Linked DNA regions of Zea mays: region 1 is linked to region 2. The links are chromatin contacts, called in public Hi-C maps. All regions are on one chromosome and are shown on one strand. The core of a region is the stretch at or near the end of the contact, and the rest is flanking DNA. Distances in the headings are between cores, read along the strand shown. Region 1 has its middle 9.3 kb from the start of LOC100272722. Region 2 has its middle 52 kb from the start of LOC103650819.

The links. A called contact is a pair of places that touch in the nucleus more often than the background predicts.
Region 1: a contact with region 2 is called in a Hi-C map of ear, with 1.6 times the contacts expected there. The contact joins two enhancer-like sites. A contact is called at or near these places in 2 of 25 Hi-C or Micro-C datasets (ear and tassel).

Annotation. Positions count from the first base shown.
Region 1 is chr1:108,913,732-108,919,628 of Zm-B73-REFERENCE-NAM-5.0, forward strand. No RefSeq gene overlaps it. Among protein-coding and RNA genes, the nearest start is that of LOC100272722, 9.3 kb to the right of the region's middle. Within about 2 kb of position 3,165, at least 14 of the 20 cell types and tissues checked have an H3K27ac peak or open chromatin away from gene starts, as enhancers often do. A contact at or near this core is called in ear, where this site is marked.
Region 2 is chr1:108,739,817-108,745,913 of Zm-B73-REFERENCE-NAM-5.0, forward strand. No RefSeq gene overlaps it. Among protein-coding and RNA genes, the nearest start is that of LOC103650819, 52 kb to the right of the region's middle. Within about 2 kb of position 1,720, at least 10 of the 20 cell types and tissues checked have an H3K27ac peak or open chromatin away from gene starts, as enhancers often do. A contact at or near this core is called in ear, where this site is marked.

The sequences.
Region 1 (5,897 bases), core at 1,915-4,414, 180 kb after region 2:
ACCACAAAGCATAGTGAGGTGATTAGAAAATCTTAATCTCGTGTTAGGACCTCATTAGTGCAAGTGAGAGTAGAGATGGCAATGGATAAATACCCACCGGGTATTACTACCCCATACCCATACCCACGACACAAAAATAACCCCATCGGATCACCCATATACATTGGCCGGTATGAATTTACCCCCATACCCATGTGGGTATGGGTTACCCATCGGGTCACCCATACCCACAAAAATTAAACATTTATCAAAATATTATATTATACAAATGTCAAGTATATCCATCTAAATACCATTACAAAATTTCTAGCATCATTTAACCATCCATTCAACACACCAAAGATAATTGGATAAAGTAGTAACACTAGGATAGTACTACATAGCACATTATATGTTCCATTACATGGCCATTAAATTGTCGTGTTAAATAGTAAAAAGGATGGGTGACTAAAGTCCAAGTTCATGCTTGGGCTAAGTTTATATTGGGTATTTTATACCCACGGGTTAACGAGTATGGGTGAAGGAGGAACATTCTAATACCCGTTTACCCATTGGGTGAAGATTTTTGCCCAATAACAGACCCACGGGTAGAATATTTAGCCCACATACATACCCTAATAGAGTAAATACCCATCGGGTATCGGGTCGTGGGTACCCATTGCCATCTCTAAGTGAGTGCCACCTAGAGCACACACCACATGCATTAGGCTTCTCTTGGTCAGGTGAAAGTCTATGGCTTGTTACTCTTGGTGATCGGCATCACCTAGACGACTTAGTGGCGTTTGGAGCACGGTGATCACCTCAGAGGATTTGTTAGTGACTCGGCTTAAGATTGTAAGCCATCGTGAGGGATTCACCGCGCCGGAGTGGCAAAGGATCACCTCATAGTGAGCACTTAGTTCTTGCGAGGACCAAGGTTGAGCGATACCCTTGCACGGGTGCTCCAACGAGGACTAGGGAAGAGTACCGACTCTTCGATACCTCGGCAAAAAATTAGAGGAGTCTTCTCAACCTTGCTTTTACATTATGCATTTAATTCAAGCAACTTACCTTGTTTAATTGTTTAGCAAGTAGTTGAAGTAATGTCTTAGTATTGTTGTCTTTCTAGTAGTATTCTCTTATTGCTAGAAGTTGGGTGAAGTTGGACTCCTGCTTAGGGTTTAATTATTGTTGATTTTTAGAAAAGCCCAATTCACCCCCCTCTTGGGCATTGTGATCCTTTCATCTATGAAATTATTAGTATAAATACTATTTTCTATTGTTAAATTGGTTTGAAATTAACTAGAAATCGATTATTATATACATATTGATTTTTTTATCTGCTCTGGTTCGTGAGCTAACGAGCCCAGCCGAGTTGACTCTGTGGCTCCTTAGCTTAACGAGCCGAACTTAGTCGAGTTGGCTTGATATCCTACCCTACATGCAGGGACATTGATATGCAATCATGGCAAGAAGCAGGGTTTCACTCATCCACTCTACTTAAGGTGCAATATTCCATCCAGCCTGTGTCTAACTATTTTTATTAATCAACCTCACTTGTGATCGATCATTATTAAAGTAAGAAGTCGATGAGACTTGCCTTCACTTGCGTACTCCTCCTCGACGTCGGGCTCCTGGTCGGCGAGCTCTGGCTGGTCTCCTCTAGAATCAGCTCTATTCCAACAGTCGCCAACGAGCACACGCACAATTAACCTATCACATAGTGTTGTATATTTTTAGTAATCTATATGTAGAGTTTAATTTTAGAAAACTTACAATATGTAGAGTTTGATTTTCTTAAAAATGGTGACGGAATCAAATTAATTAGAGTTAGTATGTAGAAATTATAAGTGTTACATTTTGTGATTAAACTAATTATGAAAATAAATAAAGAAAGAAAAGACTTGGGTCAATGGCTTAGCTTGCTTGCATGAGATGTGGGTGGGTTGTAGTTTGAGCTCCATACCTGGCCTTTGGCTTACGGTGGGGCTTACAAGAGGGTTGTGACCAGTCAACATCTAAGAGACATAATACAAGGGATAGAATACACGCTCATGGAAGGTCTTCTTCCTCGCCTCTGTTCCCTCGCATAGGTCATTGAAAACTCAAATACAAACATGAGAGAGGTGTGAGGGCTGCTAGGAAGAAAAGAAAAGGTGTATCTAACCCGAGGCTTGTCCGGTCGGGGTGAGCTTTTGGGGGATTGGTCGACGGGAGAGCTATCAAGGTGAAAGGTGCAACCATTGGAAGATGGGCTCGACGACGGCTTGAAACATCAAGGTAAATAATGATGGGACTGGTGGAGGATACTCCAGAGGTGAAGGAGGTGCTTACGACTTACCTAAGGCTCAGCTTGCCTCAGGGGTGCTGAGCAGCAGATCGACGGAAGGCAATAGCAGCTCGAGCTCGAGGAAGTGCATGGTGTCATGATGTTGTCCGAGGTTTCTTTTATAGGCTGTCATGGTTACAGATGGTAATGGGTAAAAACCCGCTGGGTATTACTTGCTCAAACCCATACACGCGAAGAAAAAATACGCCCGCTAAAAAATCCATACTCATGACGGGTATAAAATTTTGCCCAAACCCATACCCATGCAGGTTTCGGGTACCCAACGGGTTTCCCATACCCACTAACATCAACATAAAAAATAATTCATCATGTAAATGACAATCAATACATTAATAAGCTAGCATAAAAGGAACAAGTGATAACTAATTTAGCCTAAAATTTGTTACATAAAGTTTATTTCAATTAGAACATATTCAATTAATAATATTATGAGACATATTTACAAAGAATGTTGATTTTAAGGCAGGTTTTAAAAATCCATGGGTTTGCGGGTATGGGTAGTGGAAGAACAAATCCATGCCCACGTACCCGTTGGGTTTCTATTTGAACCCATTAATAAACCCATGAGTAGAGAAATTGACCTAAACCCATACCCTAATAGAGCAAAAATCCACCGGATTTCGGGTAGCGGATACCCATTGTCATCTCTAGTCATGGTAGGAGTAGCTATGGTGTTCACGATGGTGAGGCGAGCTTGTGCAAGCACGTGTCCCGATAGGTACGATTCACATGCGTGCTTGGCTTTCGTTTAGCGAACAGGCTGGTGATGGCGCTAAAATCTGAGGCAAGTCATCCTCCCGATGTCGCGATGTGGGTAGAGCCAAGTGGGAGAGAATCACGATGTTGTGTCGTGTCCGATGGTCAAGTCACGTGTGGCGTGGTAGCGGAGGTGCCGACGTTGACCACGACAAGGTGCACGAGATTCAGATGGAGACATGTGGAAAAGCCTGCTGCAGTGCAATCATGATAGACATCCTGTTGCTTACTCTAAGAAAATAGAATGACTGAGGGCTATTGGATTTTAGCAAGGAGACAATGTCCCTGTTTGGTTCGGCTTCTGGACGGCTTCTGGCCGCCAGAAGCTGAAGCTGTAACCAAACGGCCAGCTTCTCGGGCGGCTTTTCCTCGCAGCGCTTCGAATAGAAGCGAGCCGCCTACGGTGCCCGAGAAGCGGCCATCAGTTGGCTTCTTGCGAACGCTTCGGTTCCGTCGCTAGGGTTCTCGCGCACCCACTGCGCCGCCGTCGCTCCCTCTCCTCCCCACACCGGCGGCTTCGCAGGTACGGACGAACACCGCCGCGATCTCCTCATCCGTGATACTCCCTCAGATTCTTACCAAAACAGAGGAGCCCGTCGGCCGCCTCAAAGCTGCAGCGACGCCGGGTGCTCCCCGGGCGGCAGCGCGCGACGTACGTCCGCGCCACGGCCTCCGCCGGCGAGCCGGACCTCTCCGTGCGCGTGAACGGGCTGCAGATGCAGTGGGGCCGTGGGGGACCGATTTCAGGTCGTTGAGAACTTGTAGCTCTTATGCTGATGTCCAGCAATCGGCTGTTGCGGTATGTGTTTGGTTAATGAAATCAGATCTTCGAACCATGGACGTGTTGTTCACGTTACTTTCATTGGTTCCGGGACAGATCCTATGTGGTACCCAAGTAAGAACTGGCAACCGACTGTTTGACCATTTTCTACATTATTGGCAAATTACATTGTTCAGAACTTCAGATAATTTGTTGATCTGCTCATAGAGTTGGATAGCCCAGTTTTTCATATGAGCGTTTGTATTCTCACTAGTTGCACAAAAAAGAGTCTGCAATACTGCACTGGACCTTCTCAGTAATAACTTTAATTTTGTTGGTCCCACTCTGCACTAGACTTTCAGTTGTCGTTGATAGAAATAACAGACTAATGAAGAGAATTCTGGATATAAACTGCATCACACTTAGTAATCCAAGTTCTAACAACTACAGATAATGCACTTATCTTTTCTTGAGTAAGATTAATATACAAACAGATAAAACACCATACCTTTTTGTCCTTGATTAAGGGCAAGATTAGTCAATTGGTTGACATCCTGAGTAGAAGGTGCCCTACATCCTTTTGTCTCTAACTCCTGATCACTCTTCCCTCCATCCTTTTGTCCTAGCTCCTGATAACGTGGAGGACACCCTAACAGTCATCACTTCAACCCCAGTAGGTTATTTTGCCCCCTTAAAATTGTGGCTAATTACTGTTGCATTGCCATGATGTTTAGGTGTCATTGGATGCTGAAAAAATTATCAACGTTACTCCTCGTTATGCAAAGCTTCGGACAGAACCAAATGGGGCTGCCATGGGGCGCATCATTGGCTGGCAGAACATTGAACTCATCAGTGACAGGCCTCTGGAGACCATGCTGAATGAGTTCAAGCAGTTGAATACTTATCGGTTCAATTATGGAGGAGTACAACAAAGCTAATGCAAGATAATTATATGTAATGAGTTAAACATGAGTGTATTTCGAGATGTAATTTCTAATGCTTTACTGCCGTAGTTAAATATATAAATGTAACGGTAGTTATGTTGTAATGAACTCCACTAATTATATGTAATGACCTTTTGTTGCTTCGGTGTCATTGTGTATAGTTTATTCAAACAGAATCTGCAATCTGAGAATCTGTGTATCCAAACACCTAGATTCTAACGAACAGCTTTTCTGCACAGCTGGCGAACCAAACACCTAAATTCTAACCACCAGCTTTTCCCAACAACCAGCTTTTCCCCACAGTCAGCTTTTCAGAAAAGCTATTCAGAAAAAAGCCGAACCAAACACGCCCAATATAGTTTATTGACCGTACAATGCTGATAAAGAGGTAGGAGAAAGCAAGAAATGGATAGAGAAAATGTTCGGGAGGGGTGACTAAAAGAATAGACGAACAAATAATTATTGTAACCCATCATAACTTCACAAAATATTTTTAAAGTTAGTTTTATAAAAAATATATATATTATGCTTTGGCACTAGCTAGTGAAATATTTTTTTAGGTTCAAAAATATTATCAAATTAAACCGAGTTTAATTTTGAAAAGTGTGTGATTTTTAGCTTTGAAAAATTAGTATGTCATAGATGAGGATGTTCACCTCTTATGAAAAGAACAAAGATCTCCAAGATATAATTACTTTTTGTGTAAGATTGCCATCACAACCGAGCATTAAATTTCTAATGTATTCTTGGTGGATTCACTTGATTACAATTTACTATCTATTTCTTAGTTATATCAAATTGGTTACAATTGTCTATTTTTTATGAGGGTGCTACAGTATTTAGAAGAAATGATGATTTAGTTGATTTTAAGGGGGTGTTAAAGGGAAAGCTTTTTTAGTAGATTTTTAATGAAAAAACTAAACTTGACACATACTTAATTGCTAAAATCAATATGTGTTGGTTATAGTTTCGTCGACTAACCTATGTTTTCTTTGAGAATGATAGACCATGTATTATTTGCCAAATAGGAAAGCAAGTTGGAGCAAGCCACTACAACAAGAACAAAATGATATACTCAAGGCCATTGGAGTTACTACACATGGATCTC
Region 2 (6,097 bases), core at 470-2,969:
TGAAAGCAAAGTTACTAAACCCAGATCCAAGAAAAGAAAGAATATCAAATTCCGAAATGGAGCATAATTTGGTTTCTTGTAGGCAAACAATGGAAGGCCTAATGTCAACAACCAGAGATTTAACAAAATCTCTCTTAGCACGCCTGTTAAAGCCTCTTACATTCCAAATAAGAAAGCAGTCGACATCCATGGACATAGAAAAGATTACCAAAAGACCATACAACACAATGGCCTAGTCATGCCCTCTTGAGGCACCTCCCAGCCAAACAACACCGCCAGTGTAGCAATGTGATCACTTGAGAGTCCAGTAACAAAAAGCTTTACAAAATTACTGGCATCCTTGAAGATGTTCTCATTATCATAACAGAACCCCAAATGTCTGCAAACCTGGGCAGCAGCGCTGGATCCTAGCTCTGGAGGAAACTTAGGCTCTATTTGGATCCACCTAGTTTCTTAGAAAATGGTTTTTAAACTAGACACAACAAGCCAATTTTTTAATTCAGTTTCTAAAAACCGGTTTCTCAGTTTCTTAAAAAACAAGAAGCTGCACTCCACTAGCTAAAACTAGTTTCTAAGAAACTAGGTGGATCCAAACACTTTTTCCTAGTTTTTTTTTAAAGCCAGTTTGTAGAAACCAGTTTTTAGGAAACTAGGGTGGATCCAAACACAGCATTAGCCACTCTCCTGCTTCTTCTAGGTTGAAAATTACTCGGCAATGTTCTCCTCTTCCTGTGTTTGGTAGACCGAGGAGCGGGCAGCAAACCAGCAACTCATCAATGGCTTTAGTGACACAATTCTTGAACTCTTGCAGCGAAGCTGATAGCATAGAATTATCCACCTGATCTGGGTGCACATGGATCCTCCTCCTCCTGGAGTACACTTTGAAAACAGGAGGCTTAGCTCTCCATCCGCACCCGAAGGATTAATCCCAGAGACAGTCTGTTCAGTGGTTCCTCTGCATATACATAGCGCTCATCAGGATTAGCCAACTGAGAAGCGTCATCCAACCTGACAGAAAAAGCCCCCGAAACAATATTCCCAGAACAGGTTGCACAGATATTGGACCAACACACACGCCCAGACCAATCCCCTGGACAGAAAATGGCGCCAGACATTCATTCAAACAATCATTTAAAGACCCACTCGGGGGCAGCTCCCCCTCCAGCCCAAAAGAATCCCTAGAGTCCAGCTGACCAACAGGAACCAAATCAACACATGTATATAATATTTTATATGGATTTACAACACAAATTTGACATTACTAAATTACTTTTCGTAATAAGTAACTTTTGTTGTATGAGATAATATATTTTTATCTTTTATAGATTTAAAGGTAAAAAATCAGAGTTTGGATAAACCTAGATAGACTTTCTTCAAGTTTTGGAGCGAAGATACGAGCTCTTTTCTAGAGTATCAAATACATCAACAGAACTACAGAAGTATAAAAAATAGGTGTGGCGACAAAGTAAAGGAAAAAATGGCACTATATATCAGATGTGTTCCTTCCTGAATAGCTGGAACGGCTCAGTGGTGGCGATTGTTTGGTTGGAATGCATGAGGTAGTGGGGATGAGGCTCCCGACAGCGTTTGAGGGAGGGAAGGGCTGTTAGGCAAGCGAGCGCCGTGAAACCTGTTGGCACTTGAGTAGGGAGGGTCCCTTTTGACAGCGGACCACACGCACGTCGCGGCAGCGATCGGAGCGCGGCTGTTGAGCCGCAGAATAGGCGGCCGGACGGTCTGTCACTGGGCCCGGACGCTCCGCGGTACAGACGGTCTGTCATTGGGGCTGGACGGTCCATGCGCGTAGAACAGGTTTCTGAGTTTCTTACTGTGTTTGTTGACGAAATTCACGAAATTAACTTGAGGAGTTTGTTTGTAACGGGTCCAGCCCTCCTCCTTTATAAAAGCAGAGTAATACGGCCGATTTGTAATCATCAATCGAATCAATAACACTTTTATCTCGCATTTATTTTCTGTACAATTACGAGTAGTTTTAGTCTAGTTCTAGTTTAGCATCTCAATCCCCAAATTCTCCGCTTCTCTTCGGCTTTACGTCGATTAAAGGAGTCTAAGTCGGTCTGCTCGAGCCTAAACATCACATAGGATCTCTCCTCCCCGACAGGGTCCCTCCCGAGAGCGAGATCCAGGCGCCGCCGGCAACCTTCGCCGCCCCCTGTGCACGCGCGGACCGTCCGGCCCCAGGGCACGGATCGTCCGGCCGTCAGGCAGGAAAACCTAAGCCCTACACTAGGCCGCGGACCGTCCGGCCCCTGGCCGCGGACCGTCCGCCCCTGTGCAGAGAGCACCGCTGTCGGTTCTTGTTTAGTGATTGGCGCTCCAAAAAGGCACCAACACACTTTTTGGCGACTCCGCTGGGGACAACACATATAGACCTATCAAATCGGTCCTCAATGGTCGGTTCAAGGTATAACTCTGAAGTCTCCCCAGCAATATCATAGAGCCGACTTGGGAAACCTTGCCGGCTGACGAACAGCTCCAGTTCGAGGAGCACAAGGAGCAGCTGATCCAAGAGGCAAAGGCGAAGTTCCTGGCCAACTTCAAAGTGGACAGGAACAACAAGGTCGTTTGGCAACGGGCGACGGATCTGGCTTCGCTTCGACCTACTACGACTACCCCTGAGGTAAGCAACACAAACGAGCTACAATCTCTTAAAAATTATGTAGATGAACAGTAAAAACAAATGCAAAATATTATAGGGGGTATGCAAAATGATTATAGGAGGCTAGTACGTGTGTTTGATAAATCTACTATTGCAAATTTTCCATCGCACGAGGTTGAATTTGGGGAAAACACGTGTAATTCATCAGCTACAAGTTGTCACGACCAGTTACAAACCCTGTATGGGATGCCGATAAACACATGCCCTGGGCAACCCCATCCTCCTACGCACATCGACAATAAATTAGCTGATCTGCACAAGACCGGACCGTCCGCACGTGAGCGCAGACCGTCCGGGCCAGCAACGGTCGGGCCCATTTTTAATGAATTACCCAGACATGCGCCCGAGCCACAACGTACTACGCAGAATCTAAATTACCCAGTCAGACCGTCTGCATATAGTGACGGACGGTCCGCGTACAATCACGGACGGTCCGGGCACATACCCGGACAGTCCACGCATACCGTCGGACGGTCCGCATATCCAACCGGACGGTCTGGAGCAGAGTTTTTTGAGGAGGATTGCTACTTGAATCCTCATCCGTCCCAGCAACACCTTCCCTCACACTACACAATGCACCAGCCCATTGACACGGATCCTCCGGCCCATGGGAACGAATACTTTCCGGCCCCGCCTAGAAGGCCGGAAAGGAACAGTCAATCCTATGAACCATATAGGCAAATAGTAATGCACCATATAACTCAAACCAATGGGGGAAGACAACATGCTAATATCCAGTCAATCCCACCTATGGTTGACCAGAGAGCCGGTGGTCTCGCACTGGCTGCCATTGATATAGTAAGGGAAGAAATAGCCGGGGCGTTCCGAGATAAGCTCGGAGTAAGCATGGTCCCTAGGGGCAATCATATCGGAAACCTTATGACAGCCGATTTGATCATCACCCATACCCACAGGGAACCAGGATACCCGAATTCGCAAAATTTTTGGGTGATCAAGGAAAAAGCACACGTGAGCATATTGGCCAGTTTCTAGCACAATTAGGAGAATTGGCCGACACAGAAGCATTCCGCGTACGTTTATTTTCGTTATCCTTGACAGGAACGACATTCGCATGGTACGCCACACTGCCTCCTAATTCTATTTCATCATGGGGGGATTCAGAACAAAAATTTCATGACCACTTTTTCTCCGGTGACTATGAGTTAGATTTGGTAGACCTAGTGGCCCTGCGGCAAGTGAAGGATGAATCGGTTAATGAATACATCCAGAGGTTCCAGGATACAAGAAACTGATGCTTCCAAATTCATTTATCAGAAAAACAAATAGCAGGATTAGCCTTTAATTGGTTGCGATATTATTTAAAAAAAAGATTAGAGGGCATCCAATTTTTCACACTAGCACAATTACACCAAAGAGCTTTGGCCTGTGAAAGCTGAAGCAAAGAAGCTACCAAAAATATTCGTCATAATGTCCATATAGTAGAATGCGACCAAAATAGCTCGGACGACGAATCAACGGAAGTGTATGCTGCTGAAATGGTTTGGCCAAATCCTCGGCTTGTTCCTCCTTACAGTCGGTTCAAAAGAAACGGCAAGAGGAGGTTAAATTTACATTTAATGTTGGCAAATGTGACAAGATATTCGATGAATTACTTAAAAATAGCAACATTAAAATAAATCATAATGTTCCATCCGCCGACGAACTGAAACGTCGTGCATACTGCAAGTGGCATAACTCATTTTCTCATGCCACTAATGATTGTAATGTATTCCATCGACAGATTCAATCGGCCATTAACGAAGGACGATTAAAATTTTAGGAAATGCAGGTAGACACGGAGTCCTTTCCAATGAACATGATCGACTTCGAGGGCAAAAAGGTCCTAATTCGGCCCAGCGCGACCAATAAGGAAAAGACAAAGAAACCATCATCGGCAACGCACGGGAGGCCGATGCAAGTAATAAAGTTTCTTGCAGGAAAGTGGTGGCTGAAAAAACTCCTGATGGAGGAGAAACCCTGAAAGTGACCATCACAACCGCTGGCACTGAGGGGCAAGCACGGACTTGGGGACAGGCGCGGGAACCTGTGCTGCACATCACGAACAGTCTGACATCGAGGCACGGACAGTCCAAAGCTTCTCCGGACGGTCAGAAGAATTCCAGCGGACACTCCGGCTACATTCAGGGCCCGCAACGACCACGTACGTTCAAACCGCGACGACCAGAGATAGGTACGTGGAAAACAAATACATTTAAAGCAGCTGGTCGGCTGGTCAAATCCGGTCCGACTTTTGATCAATTATTATCCAAATATGTGAAAAAGAAGGCCGGCCCAGTGACCGGCCAGCGAAGCAACCTCGCTCACCCGTTCGTGAGCAACGTCAGGTAAGACCGATTGGACCACCTCACCATTCAGAAGAAATGGAAGGTCATATTGTCCAATTAAGACCTAACATACCTGCATGGACACCACCATCCTCATATCCACCTATGACATATCCATACACGTACATACCTCCACCAAATCAAATGTGGGGTATGCCACCATATCCATTTGGGATGCCACAGTGCCCCACTTGGGGGGCACCCCAAACATCTATATTCAATAGGTTGGCACCTCCAGTACAAGACTGATTGAGCGCCGCCCAATCCGATCAACAAGTACAGGCCCAACAAGATTGCTGGACTACTCGGCCTCAAAGGACGACCAATCCGGCAGGGGGGCATATACCTGCAGCGACCAAAAGAACGACAAAAAAGGACATCATCAAAATAGGTATTGCAGATGTCATCATACAGGAAAATAATGAAGGGCCGATGATTTTCGATGAATCGGCCAACACAACCAAAAAAGAGGATACGGTTACCATCAAAACAGCCGATCCAAAATACTCTATGCCTCGATGGTGCCCGTTGGGATTGACACGATCCCAAAAGTGAAAATTATAGCGCCTAAGGGCAAAAGAGAACCAGGAAAAGGAGGCGGAAAAGATATTCAATGACACACATCCACAGTACCTGCCACCACAAAAGAAATGGAGACCAAAGGCCGTTGAAGAAAAGCAAATGGCCACAAAAATAGAAAATAAAACAACACTTGTGCAGCACCCTGCAGATATGACAGACAGCTCGGCCAAAAAGGCCGAACCATCGGCACCAGGCGCGGACCGTCCGACCCCTGAGTCCAGACCGTCCGCACCAAACTAGGACGCCTCCAACGACGTGCCAACATCAATGGAGGAGGACAACTTGCTGGGAGAGGACTTGGTTGACTACGAAGCCTCTCCAGAGCGCCTAGGTATGGATATAAATGTTATTACATTTTCCATCGATTGTACTATTGTCAGCGACGATGAACCTGTCGTTGCCCAATTTGATTTTGGTCCTAAAGGAGCTGCCTTCACTAAACCAAAAGAATCGGTAAATCATTTGAATCCGCTCTTCGTGCGTGGCCACA